3 separate regions of the Zea mays genome follow, and all the other regions are linked to region 1. Evidence: chromatin contacts called from public Hi-C data. All regions are on one chromosome and are shown on one strand. The core of a region is the stretch at or near the end of the contact, and the rest is flanking DNA. Distances in the headings are between cores, read along the strand shown.

The links. Hi-C and Micro-C count contacts between places; a contact is called where the count stands out from the background.
Region 2: a contact with region 1 is called in a Hi-C map of leaf, with 4 times the contacts expected there. The contact joins the promoter of LOC100272879 here to the promoter of LOC100273874 in region 1. A contact is called at or near these places in 7 of 25 Hi-C or Micro-C datasets (bundle sheath, ear, endosperm and 2 more).
Region 3: a Hi-C map of leaf shows a contact between it and region 1, with 6 times the contacts expected there. The contact joins the promoter of LOC100381961 here to the promoter of LOC100273874 in region 1. A contact is called at or near these places in 4 of 25 Hi-C or Micro-C datasets (leaf and tassel).

Annotation. Positions count from the first base shown.
Region 1 is chr9:149,309,395-149,313,387 of Zm-B73-REFERENCE-NAM-5.0, forward strand. It overlaps LOC100273874 (S-adenosyl-L-methionine-dependent methyltransferase superfamily protein), which reads right to left and starts at 2,053. Exons shown (of 7, transcript NM_001360481.1): 1 at 1,885-2,053. The coding sequence starts at 2,011. It overlaps LOC100283637 (26S proteasome non-ATPase regulatory subunit 4), which reads left to right and starts at 2,956. Exons shown (of 11, transcript NM_001156538.1): 1 at 2,956-3,059; 2 at 3,146-3,259; 3 at 3,378-3,483; 4 at 3,648-3,762; 5 at 3,844-3,993. The coding sequence starts at 3,048.
Region 2 is chr9:149,103,892-149,107,884 of Zm-B73-REFERENCE-NAM-5.0, forward strand. LOC100272879 (4-hydroxy-tetrahydrodipicolinate reductase 2 chloroplastic) reads right to left here and starts at 1,794. Exons shown (of 8, transcript NM_001147332.2): 1 at 1,540-1,794. The coding sequence starts at 1,704.
Region 3 is chr9:149,139,380-149,143,372 of Zm-B73-REFERENCE-NAM-5.0, forward strand. It overlaps LOC100381961 (armadillo repeat only 1), which reads left to right and starts at 2,284. Exons shown (of 1, transcript NM_001323066.1): 1 at 2,284-3,993. The coding sequence starts at 2,521.

The DNA of each region.
Region 1 (3,993 bases), core at 803-3,302:
GTCGGCGGAGGATGCAGTGGAGAGGGAGCCGGCGGTGGTGGGTAGAGGCCTAGCGCGGCGGCGGGCAGTGGCGAGCAGGGTGTGCAGGAAGGCCGGGAAAGGCACTGCACGTGGGGGCGGTGACGCGCAGGAAGGTCGGGGAGGGCGTTGCGCATGGGGGCGCGGACGCCGAGGAGGGCGCAGCATGCGGGGGCGGCGGGCGGCGGCGCGTAGGGCGCGCAGGAAGGCCACGGACGCCGAGTCCGGGCGTGGGACGGCGGCGGACGGCGAACATGGGGGAGTGGGGCGCGGACGTCGAGGGGGGCCTGCGCATGGGGGCACGGACGCCGGGGAGGGTCCATCGAGCGCGGCCGGGAGTAGAGGGGAGTGAGGGGCGTGACCGGCCGCCGAGCAGGGGAGGGGAGGCAGCGGGCGCGGCTGGTCTCGGAGCGCGTGCGGCCGGAGATCTATCGGCGTGGAGCGAGCCCGCGCGACGACTGATCTGGCGGCGGCGGTCGCAGCTACGGTGGTAGCTGGGGCGGCGGCCGGAGATCCATCGGCGGGGGCGTTTACGGGGGCGGCGGCTACGGAGGAGGAGGCGCGGTGGCCACGAGGGAGCCGACGGCCGTGAGGGCCGCGCCGCGCCGGGTGCAGGTGCCGCCCCGGGAGGGAGGAGCCTCCCGGGGGCGGGGGCGGCTCAGGTAGGAGTAGTGGCGGCTGTTGCTGTGGGGTGGGAGGAGAAACATAACCCTAATCCTCTGATGCCATGTAAGAATACTCACAACCCTAACCCTAATGGGCCGGCAGCCCAACGGTGGTGCTGATCCACTCACACACACAGTCTAACATTTATAATGATATTTGGCTGGAGTAAAGTGCAATGGCGGCCCCTAAACTTGTTCAGGTGTGTCAGAATGACAGATTAGGTCCCTAAACATTATTTTGATGTCATTTTAGTCCAATCTGCTGTGAACAAGACTTGGGTAGCTGACGTGGCCTTGCCTCCGTGTTGTCCACGTGGCACGGCTTTGCCACATGGCCGCCGCCTGGTCCTTGCCGCGTCCTGCTCCAATCATGTCGTGCGACGTGGACGACACGGTGGCAAGACCACGTCAGCTAACCAGGTCGTATTCTCGGCCGATTGGACTAAAATGACATCGAAACAATGTTTAGGGACCTAATCGGCCATTATGAGAGTTTAGGGACCGACTTGACACCCACTTGAACAAGTTTAGGGACCGTCAGCGCACTTTACTCTATTTCGCTGGTTAAATGTGCATGCTACACCTACACTTTCATGGTAAACACTAATTTTAAATGTGCACTAACATAATTTCCAAAAGTATATACTATTCAAACAATAATCCTAAACATCACATTGAAGCTAAGGTATTCAGTCCAAATCAGATTGCAGTAACTCCCTTAAGGCTTTAACATTAACCCAGTAACCTATCAACATGACATGCGACGATATATATTCCTGAGCATTTAAAACCATTTGATCAGAATTGTTCAAGCACAAAACACGGGAGCTAAAAGCTGAAATGGATCACTACTGCACGGATTTTGCTTTCACCGTTACTGAAAAGTCAAGGATGGCTCAAAATGCCAATGTTCCCATTATCATCAGTAGCCCCAAACATCCCCTAATTGTGTAGTAGAGGGCCAACAGCTCAAATCTCAACACAAAACTAATCGCCTTGAACTAAAATCCACAACACAAGGAGCAGCGTTTGGGCCTTCCTTGTTTGCAGGAGCAAGCTGCCTTCTGCCTTGTTATACAGGCACGTCTTCCCGTCTTCTTGAATCGCTCGACGGACGAAGATGAAGCGGATGCGAATGAACGACAAAACAAAGCGGACGCAAATGTTGCATGGGGTAAATAAGGGAAGGAATCGGCGGAACCTAGGGCGCGCGCGGAGGAGGAACGAGCAAGCAGCGCGCGGCGAAGGATGCTCCACCGCTGGGTGGCATTGGAGGCGGCACGGGATCCACTGGGCGCTGACGATGGGGATGGAGAGGAAGAGTCCATCGGAGGCTCGGAGCTCGAGATGCGTCACGTTTGTTCGTGGCGAGCACCTGAGAGATATTGAGGACTAGTTCGATTTGGTCATTCGGATTTAGGGGGTGTTTGGGAGTGAAGTTTTTTCACAGTTTTGGAAAAATACTGCAGTATTCTCAAATACTGCAGTATTATATACAGAATGGTGTTTGACAAGCTGACTAAAATCTCTGTTTTCAAAACTGAAGTATTGCAAATACTATAGTTGTCTTAAGAGCATCTCCAACAATGCCTTAAACTAGTGCCTCAAATTGAAATATAGGGCTCTACACAGGAAAAATCACTCCAACAGTGACTCAATTCAACAAATTTTGTCAAAAAACTATAGGGCATCCTCTCAAATGCCTCAAATATACTACACCGTAGTGAGCTGCCCTATAATCTAGATTTGAGGCTTTACTGTTGGAGCGGGGTGCTTTGTTGGTGCCCTAAATTATATAAAATTTACTTATTTTTAAATTATAAGGTATTTTTATAGGTCACGTTGTTGGAGATGCTCTAAGGTATTCTAAACTTAGGTCTGGACCTCAGTTTTCAAAACTGCGGTATTGTAAACTACGGTATTATCATGGCTAAAGTATATTATAGTATTTTAAAAACTGTGGTTTTCAAAAACTTTGTTCTCTAACAGGACCTTAGAGCTTGCAGTTGCAGGGATCGATAACGCCGCCTTCTTTGGCGGATCGAGCTCGGCTTCTCTGTTCTCTCGGCTCACATCGCCAGTCGCCACTCGCCAGAGGCGCAGCCGCCGCGCATGTTGGGCTTCCAGGAGTTTTTTGGGCCTATAGATCTCACATTCTCACGGACTGGGCCCAAAAGTGCTGTGCTAAGTTGAATTACGAAAGGGCCCGCATTCGGTGGTCTGTTACCTGCTACCACTGTGCATCAAGCGAATTTCTCGCGGTCGGGCGTCTAGGAGAGAGAGCTCACCTGAGCCTTTCCCAAGTTGTTTCTCTTCTCTTGCTCCGCAAACCAGCGCAAGCCCTTCCCTGACAGCGGCGGCGACATGGTGCTCGAGGTACGACATGCGCCCTGCTGCCGTTTCTCGCTCCGTGAACTCGATCCCCAACTAATCTCCTCCCCTCGATTGGCTTTCCCCTGCAGGCGACGATGATCTGCATAGACAACTCGGAGTGGATGCGGAACGGCGACTACGCCCCGTCGCGGTTCCAGGCGCAGGCCGATGCCGTCAACCTCATATGCGGTGCCAAGACCCAGGTGCCAACCGGCGGTCTCTCCATCCACCTATTCAATCGATCGAACTTTCGATGTTTCCTGTGGGCTAGGGTTTCTGGGATTCCGGATCTGATTGCTTCTGGTTGTTGAGTGGGTGCAGTCGAACCCGGAGAACACAGTAGGCGTGATGACGATGGCCGGGAAGGGCGTCCGCGTGCTTGTCACTCCCACCAGCGACCTCGGGAAGATTCTCGCCTGTATGCACGGTAAGCTCACATCGATCCCAAAATCTTTGCTTTACTATTGTGCTGGGCGAATTTCGCCAATTAGTTTAGGGATTCAGTGCAGCTGCTTAAGCTGTCTCATAAGTTGTTAGATCATGGTACTTGTAGTTTCCTGACCAGTTGGTGCACAACAATGTGCTGTATAGGGTTGGAAGTTGGTGCTGAGGCAAACTTGGCTGCGGCAATCCAGGTTGCTCAGCTTGCGCTAAAGCATCGCCAGAACAAGAGGCAGCAGCAGAGGATTATAGCATTCATCGGAAGGTAGGCCTGGGTGGGTTAACTTGTATGACAATTATTAATTCTCTTTGAATTTAGGTTAATGAATCTCGTCATGTGTATCAGTCCTGTGAAGTACGACAAGAAAATTTTGGAGACAATCGGGAAGAAGCTGAAAAAGAACAATGTTGCTCTTGACATTGTTGACTTTGGTGAATCTGATGATGAAAAGCCTGAGAAACTGGAAGCATTGATCGCTGCTGTTAACAGCAGTGA
Region 2 (3,993 bases), core at 544-3,043, 210 kb before region 1:
CTACATAAAAAAATGTACCGAACTGCTCAAATAAAACAATGACATTTAGAATAGCATTATTCAATGCAAGACCTGGGAATCTTTGAAAAGTTGTGATAAAAGAACTGTTACGATATGAAGCTACAACGGTGGATACTAACTTCCAGTGTAAAATATTAAACAAGCTGTCTACCTCTTATACAGTTTTTGATATTTCCAACGACTCAGAAAATTTTCTATCGGCATAAGATATTGTTGAGCAGGATCTTTGTTGAGGAAAACAAAATTCATAAATATTTGCAGCTTTGCGCTTGCTTTATGTGAATTATAGATGAATGCACCATAGCAGAAAAAGACACCTTTGCGCCCAGGGGGGCCAGCTTCATATTTGATGAACAACCTATACTTTTACCCCAATATGCATCATCTAACCAGAAATCTAGCTTGTGTAGAGGGTAGCACATGTATGTGCATTGTGGAACCAGGCTAAGTATATGGTCATATGGTGGTGTGCTTGAGAAAATTGGAATTCTGCCATTATTAAATTTAGGATTCGTTCGAATGCCATTATGAGAACACGCTTCGTTAATACGCCATTCTCAAACACAGGCTTACAGACAAAATGCCATTTAGGGGGTTATTTGACAAAATATCAATTGATCAGACTGTTTTACCCCTAAACCAAAACTGTCTCGTCTCTGCATCCTGACGGAATCGGAGGAGAGGCCGGCCGCGATGCCGGCGAGCTCCCAGGATCGCTCTTCGTCAGCCCAATCTGGATCCTGACAAATACTTGGTTGCCACTGGTGAAGCTGACGGATCGCAGTGGCGACGGGATCCAGTCCTGGTGCTCACCGGCGATGCTGTTGCAGCTGCAGACAGAAAACGAGAGGGCACCGCCTGCTATGACATGCTGGCCATGACATCGGCTCAGCTGAGCGCCCAACATGTGCAGCACGAGATGCAAGAGAGGAGACAGAGAACGGACGCAAAGAAGAGGAGACAGAGAACGTCAGTCAGGATGCAGAGATGAGACAGAGAACGTCAGTCAGGATGCAGAGATGAGACAGAGAACGAGCCGCACAAAACAAAATTGATTGCAACAGTTTTGGTTTAGGGGTAAAACAGTTCGATTAATCGATATTTTGTCAAATAACCCCCTAAATGGCATTTTATCTGTAAGCCAGTGTTTGAGAATGGCGTATTAACGAACCGTGTTCTCGTAATGGCATTCTAACGAATCCTAAGTTTGATAATGGCAAAATTCCAATTTTCTCGGTGTGCTTCTCCATTTAAATTGTCCCAGGAAAGAGTAAAATCTGAATCCAAACCTAAAATGATTTGAACCCTTTGATCCCCAAAAGGCAGTCCAACTGTCCAAGCCACCGGCTGAGGCCTAGGACAACAGGTAACCCCGCTGTGGCATTACACCGAACGAGTAGGTGATACGTGGAAACCATTGCGCAGAGCAACTGGACCAATAATCTCGCCCTAAAAAATGAGCCAGCGTTTCATCGAACAGGTTCTCAGTGCATTGGAGGCGACCAGCGGAATGCGTACCAGAATCGGAAAGGAGACGCTCTCCGGAGGCGCAGCTGGCTCCAGAGCGGGCGCCGGTGCCGCGGCGCTAACATATTGCGGCGCGGCGGCTCCCCCGAGGCGACCCCGTCTCGGCCAAATCAAGGGGCGCGACAAGGTGGTGCTGGGTGGCCGCATCGAGAGCATCTCTACTACAGCAGCGGATAGTTTCGACTTCGACAACTGCGCGGCTTGAGAGAAGGGTACCGGACAGGGACGAGCCAAGCTAGACGAACGGTTTATCTCCAGTAGAACCGGGGGAGTATCTCCTAAATCGGGCCCAATAAATCTTCGCTAACAATTTTACCAGCTGTTATGAATTGTTTTTGTATTAAAAAACTTTTTAAAAACAAATTATAGGTAAATCTTTTTTCTGCTCCTATAAAGGACTGGTATAAAATAAAAAAATATATTAATAAATTTAATATACTTAACTATTGGTATTTTTTTGTATAGTTAGTTAAACTTGAGATATTTCAATATGCTATTGTAATAGCATTATTTTTTTCGGTCGGAAGGAGTATGTCTTATGTCTAAATGTATTATAAAATCTATGTATCTCAAGAAAGAGAACGACATGTAATTTGGATGAGAGAGAGTAGTACTCAACATCAGTGCTGAGTCCTTCAAATGTGGTACTGGTCTTATTTCAACCATTTTTATTTGGTCTAATGACAACCATTTTTATATGTGATGGGAAACGTGTATAGCACATTTTTTTCTGACGGAGAGTCATGTGGCCCAACTACAGCCCAGATCAACATAAGGAAACATAATAGCCCATATATTCCTGACGAAGCGTCAAGTGGCCCAACTACAGCCCATTTTGTGCTTACTTCGGCCAGACAGCCGAGGAGCAAGCAAGCTCATGAATGAACCGTCGCTCTGTTTCTGTTTCTGTTTCTGCTTCCTTGGCCGTTTCACACTTTGTCCGGCTTCCCGCTCGGCGCCTCATCTTCACTCTTCAGTCTCCTTGCGGTTTGCGCAGTTCCGCTACCGTTCGTTAACTCCCATGGAGGCCTGGACTCTGGTGATGGCTACAGGTCCTACTGGCGGGTGCAAAACTTTTTAACACGGGAACGGATCGCGATCCAGAATTCCAGATCAGCATCAGCATGTGCCGCCCGTCCACGCGTGCGGCTTCTGTCGGTCAGACACTCAGGTGTCTCACTGTCTCCGTGTCAGTAAAGTCGTAGTGGGCCAAGAAAATTCCCTGGCATTTGGACGAGCACCTCAACAGCTGTGAGACCGCAGCCTTTTAGCCTGTCACAGGACAAAGAAATCGCAATCGCACTAACGATCGTGTTAAAAAATATTAAAAAAAAACAATTAAAAAAACTGAAGAGAAGCTTAAAGTATGTATGCATGCATGTGGTTCATCGTCGCCGATGCCGAGCCGTGAGTGTGACATAGCGTGTGGAGGAGGTATATTATGAAAAGATTATTTTACCTTTCCAAAACTTATGTTATTACCACCCTTGAATATGTAGCAGCCTCCGATACAGAGACATACATAGAATCATCTCCCTTCTCCGTCGACTTGTTTCTTGTGATTCGGGTCCATGTAGACATATAAATTTTAGTATCTGAACTAAAGGAACCAAACAGAACCTAAGTTTGAGCCGCTCTGCAGGGTATATTTTCTTTTCTTAATTCGTTAAATTCAACCTCGTTTCTAACATGGTCAATATGGTTTTACGTATGTTTTTGTTATGGTTGCGAGCTAGTAGCAGTATTTCGCGAGTATGTTCGTAACATATCGCAGCCATTTGTCATGTCCTTTGCAATTGCAACGTGGTGGTCTGAGCAGAAAGTTCAGTTTGTTCATTTGTTGCCCGCGCACCGCGTGAATCTTGCTCTTGCCGTCCTCCTTGTTTACTGTCAACCACCGTGCACCGGCGCTGTAGTTTGCTCTGATTTGTCGGGTGAACTTTAAGGCTCTGGCCCAAGAGTCGTCAGACGACTTAATTGCAAGAGCCAGCAGGGGCGATTCTAGGGAGGGGCACAGGGGGGCAATGTCTCCCCTAATCTTCTACAAATTTTATAGAAGCTACTAATTTTTTTAGCTAATCACCATATAAATAATGTAAAATACCTCTTAACAGCCCCTCTCAATCTAATTTATCCCTCTCAATCTCAAATGCTGGCTTCGCCCCTGGCAAGAGGGGACACACGACAACGACATCGACACGGTTGTTGAGCGAACAGATCGGGGGCACACGCACACCTGATTGCTGGAGCTCCGTTGGCTGTACCTTCTTGAGAGGGAACTTTGTTTTTGAGCACGCCATTATTTGGTTTTGGTTAGCAACTTAGCATTGTCCTTTTCATCAGATGAGATGAGATGGGGACTTGTGTCGAGCAGACGATTATTAGCATGGACCGAGATTAGCGCTCCGGTATGGTGTTGTTGTTTAGACGCCACTATTATAATAT
Region 3 (3,993 bases), core at 1,034-3,533, 170 kb before region 1:
GAACAAACAAACTACCAAGTCAGGACTCCAGAAATAATTGTGTTATACAACAGAACGATGGTAATCCATGGGGACGCTAACAATTTGTGTATGTAATTACCTTGGCTGCTGTTGATCTTGGAAGTGAATACGCAGACACCGAGTTGGTACGGATTTCTGAAGGCGACAATGAAGGAAAATTGATTTAGTACGTCTTGCATAGCGTTTATATGAACTGAAGTAGTAACTGCCTCCGGATCGAGGCGACCAACAGCCTACCTCGGAAGATGCCGACGCGACGGGGGGAACCAGAGGAAGACGGAGCGACGTCGCCGGTGTGAGTGAGCCAACGCTACGGACAGTAAACGGTCAAGTCTCCCACCGCGGCGAAGGTGGAGAATGAGAGGGCCGGATGGAGGAAAGAGCTCACGTACCTCCGACGACGGGGGATCAAGGTTCCTTCTCGACGACTCGCAGGGTCGGCCGAGGGTGCACGAACCCTAGCGAAGACGGGATTGACGTCGCAGTGGGGAGGAAAACTAACGGACAGGAAAGGACGAGGTCGCCGAGGAGTGGGTCGTACCTGTTGCGGGGAGGAGAGATCGACCTGGCGGCGGTCCGTTGGGTGCGCAGCGGCGGCGGGTTCGTTGGCGGCGGCGGAGGCGCGTTTCGTCGCCTAAACCCTAGCGAAGTGGGCGGGGGCTTCCGTTAGAAGCGAAGTGAGGGCGGCTTCGTGCGGACTGTGGGCGTTCGGCTTCTATCCGAAGCGCTACGATGAAAAGCCGCCTCAGAAGCTGGCCGTTTGGATACAGCTTCAGCTTCTGGCGGCCAGAAGCCGCCCAGAAGCTGAAACAAACAGCCACTTAATAAACTCAGAAGAAACAGTGAAGCCCCTTTGACGACATTGTAACTAAAAGGACCATATGTGTGAGAGGCAAGCTAAGACAATGCCGTCTCAATTTTCTCTGCTTTAGGGATTGTTTGGTTTCATGGGACTAAACTTTAGTCCCTCCCTTTTAGTCTATTTTAGTCCCTAAATTACTAAATATATGAAATAAAATGGAATAAATCAGATTTCCTCCCCTCTCTTTAGTCCTATTTTTGGTAATTTAGGACTAAAAAAGAGGGACTAAAGTTTAGTCTCATGGAACCAAACATGCCCTTAGTCGTAGGTCTTCTCACAAAGCTTTAGTTTGGAACTAATTTTGTGCACAACATATTGAACTCTCCAATAGTTTTGAAATCATGCATATGGATATGGTTCTACTCACGTGTGGTGTGTTTTGATCGCTGGCCAGTCTCGCGTAGCGCCAGTTAGCAGTCAGCACCTGCATTCTGACTACTTTCGTCGGTCGCAGCCCACGTCGACAGTTGGACCAGGTCAGTCGCGTCTTATTTGGACTGACAGAACACCCCTTGGCATGTAGCTGCATGGTGTAGACTGCAGAGGACTAGACTAGAGGAGTCATGGCATTGGCGTATCAATTGATTGGCACCCATGCCGAAATTTGGAGCCGATGAACAGAAAACACATCAGTTAAAAAGCCACAGCATGACGGGGAACCGCAGAAACCAGATGGTAGCAGAGTCATCGTAGTAGTGTCGTGACAGCTGACAACTTGCCGCCGCCTCACGCCACGCCCTCGGCGTGGTCGCGAGAGCACGGGATTTCTCCAACGGCATTTTCAGCACCACCGCTCTCGGCCGCCGGTGACGTGCCACTTCGCTGCACCGTCCGCCGCCAATTCGTGGCCTCTGCTTAACCCCCGTCGATAACCTTTTTTTTTTCTGCCACTGCTTCGTTCAACCGTCGTCTCCACCCATCGCAACCAGCGACGCCCCGTCCATCCATCGTCGGGCAACCTGTCGGGGGCTTCTTGGGTGGGTGAGGGCATGGGGAAGAGCAAATACTGTCTCCGCGGCGTTCGATGGCGCGCCATAGACCAGCGGCGTGGAGTCGCAAATTATAGTTTGTCGCGAGAAACGAAGCGGAAGCAGGCGACCAGAAAGAAAACCAGAGCCGAAGCTGCAAAGCACACCACACCACCGCGCTAAACTGTTGAACGCAACAGCGGACCAACGTCCACGAGCATCCACATCAGGAGGACAGCGCGCCCGCGGTAAAGGCTCCGTGCGTGAGGGCCCATCGCCAGCCTGCCATCCCGTCCGACCTGACCCACCGCGTCCGGTCCACCGACCCGGTCGCACCTGTCCCGAGCGCTCCTCCATCCTCATCCGTGCTCGCCAAGCGACGAAACCTAAGACGGCAACGCCACAGCCCACAACACAGCACACCGGCGGCCACACCAAAGCCAAGCAAGCAGCTTAGGAACCCACGCGCCCGACGCCCCGGCCTTGCTGGGCGTGCGGCGGTTCGTTACTGGCTGCATTTCTCTGCCGCCGTCTTGGCCCATCTGCCCTTCGGCGCCGTGCCAACGCCGCGGGAGCTATAGCCCCCGATTTAAAGTTCAGTTCGTGGTGGTGATACCAGACCCAGCACGCTCTCCGCCCAAAATTCGCCTGCAACCCCGAGCGACGAGGATGGGTGAGGGGTCGAAGGCGATGCTGGCCAAGCCCATCCAGCTCGCGGACCAGGTAGCGCAGCAGGCGGGGTGGCAGTGCCTCAGGGCGGACTGCACGGAGCTACGGTCCCGCGCCATGAAGCTCGCCGAGCTCCTGCGGCAGGCGGCGCGGGTGGAGCTGTACGAGCGCCCCGCCGCGCGCGTCATGGCCGACACGGAGCGGGCGCTCCACAAGGCCGCGGGCATGGCCGCGCGCTGCTTCCAGAGCCACTCCCGCCTCCGCCGCTTCTTCACGCTCAACCCGGTGTCCGGGCTCCCGCGCACTCTCGCCCTGCTCGACACCGCGCTCGAGGACATCGCCTGGCTCATCCGCGTCTCGTCCCCGCAGGACGACGACGGCGACGACGACGGCGACCTGCGGGGGCTCCCCAACATCGCGCAGAACGAGCCCGTGCTCGGCATGGTCTGGGACAACATCGCGCGCCTCCACACCGGCGGCCTCGCCGCGCGGGCCGACGCGGCCGCCACCCTCGCCTCCCTCGCCCGGGGCAACTCCTACTTCGCCAAGTACATCGTCGAGGAGGACGGCGTCGCGCCCCTCGTCAAGCTGCTCAAGGAAGGCACCGACGACGGGCAGGAGGCCGCGGCCACGGCGCTCGGCCTCCTCTGCCGCGACGAGGACAGCCTGGACAAGCTCCTCCACTCCGGGGTGTGCTCCGTCTTCGCCGCTGCGCTCAAGGAGCCGCCGATGCGCGTGCAGGCCGCGGTCGCGGACGCCATCGCGTCGCTGGCGCGCCACAGCCACAAGTGCCAGGACCTGTTCGCGCAGAGCAACGCCGTCAGGCATCTCGTCACTCACCTCTCTTCCGGAACCATCAAGGAGCATAGCAGGTATTCCATCGGCGTGAACGGCTCCCGGAACGCCGTTACTGCGGCAGCGGCGACCACGACGTCGCTCGACAATCTTCACTCCGTTGTGCTTGCCAAATCGCGAAGCGTGCGCCAAGACGAGCCTGGTTCCTCAACCAATGTGCCGCCGAACCCGTTGGAAACTTCTACTGGCCAACAGCGGGCAAGAGCGAACCAGATGCAATCGGTGGTGCAATCCGCGATGGCGGCGACCAACACGACAACGAATGGAGTCACGCCGCCGGGTGCAAGACCCCAGCTGAGCCTCAGCTCAAACGGTTCTAGTGGCCGCGGATCGCGCGAGGCCGAGGACCCGGCCACCAAGGCGCAGATGAAGGCCATGGCGGCAAAGGCTCTGTGGATGCTTGCGCGCGGCCACGTCGAAGTCTGCAAGAGCATTACAGAGTCCCGCGCGCTCCTCTGCTTCGCCAGGCTCCTCGAGGGCGGCGGCGGCGGCAGCGCGGGAACGGAGCTGCAGTTCTACTCCGCGATGGCGATCATGGAGATCACCCGTGTCGCCGAGCACAACCTGGCGCTGCGGCAGTCCGCGTTCAAGCCCAGCTCCCCAGCAGCCAAGGCCGTC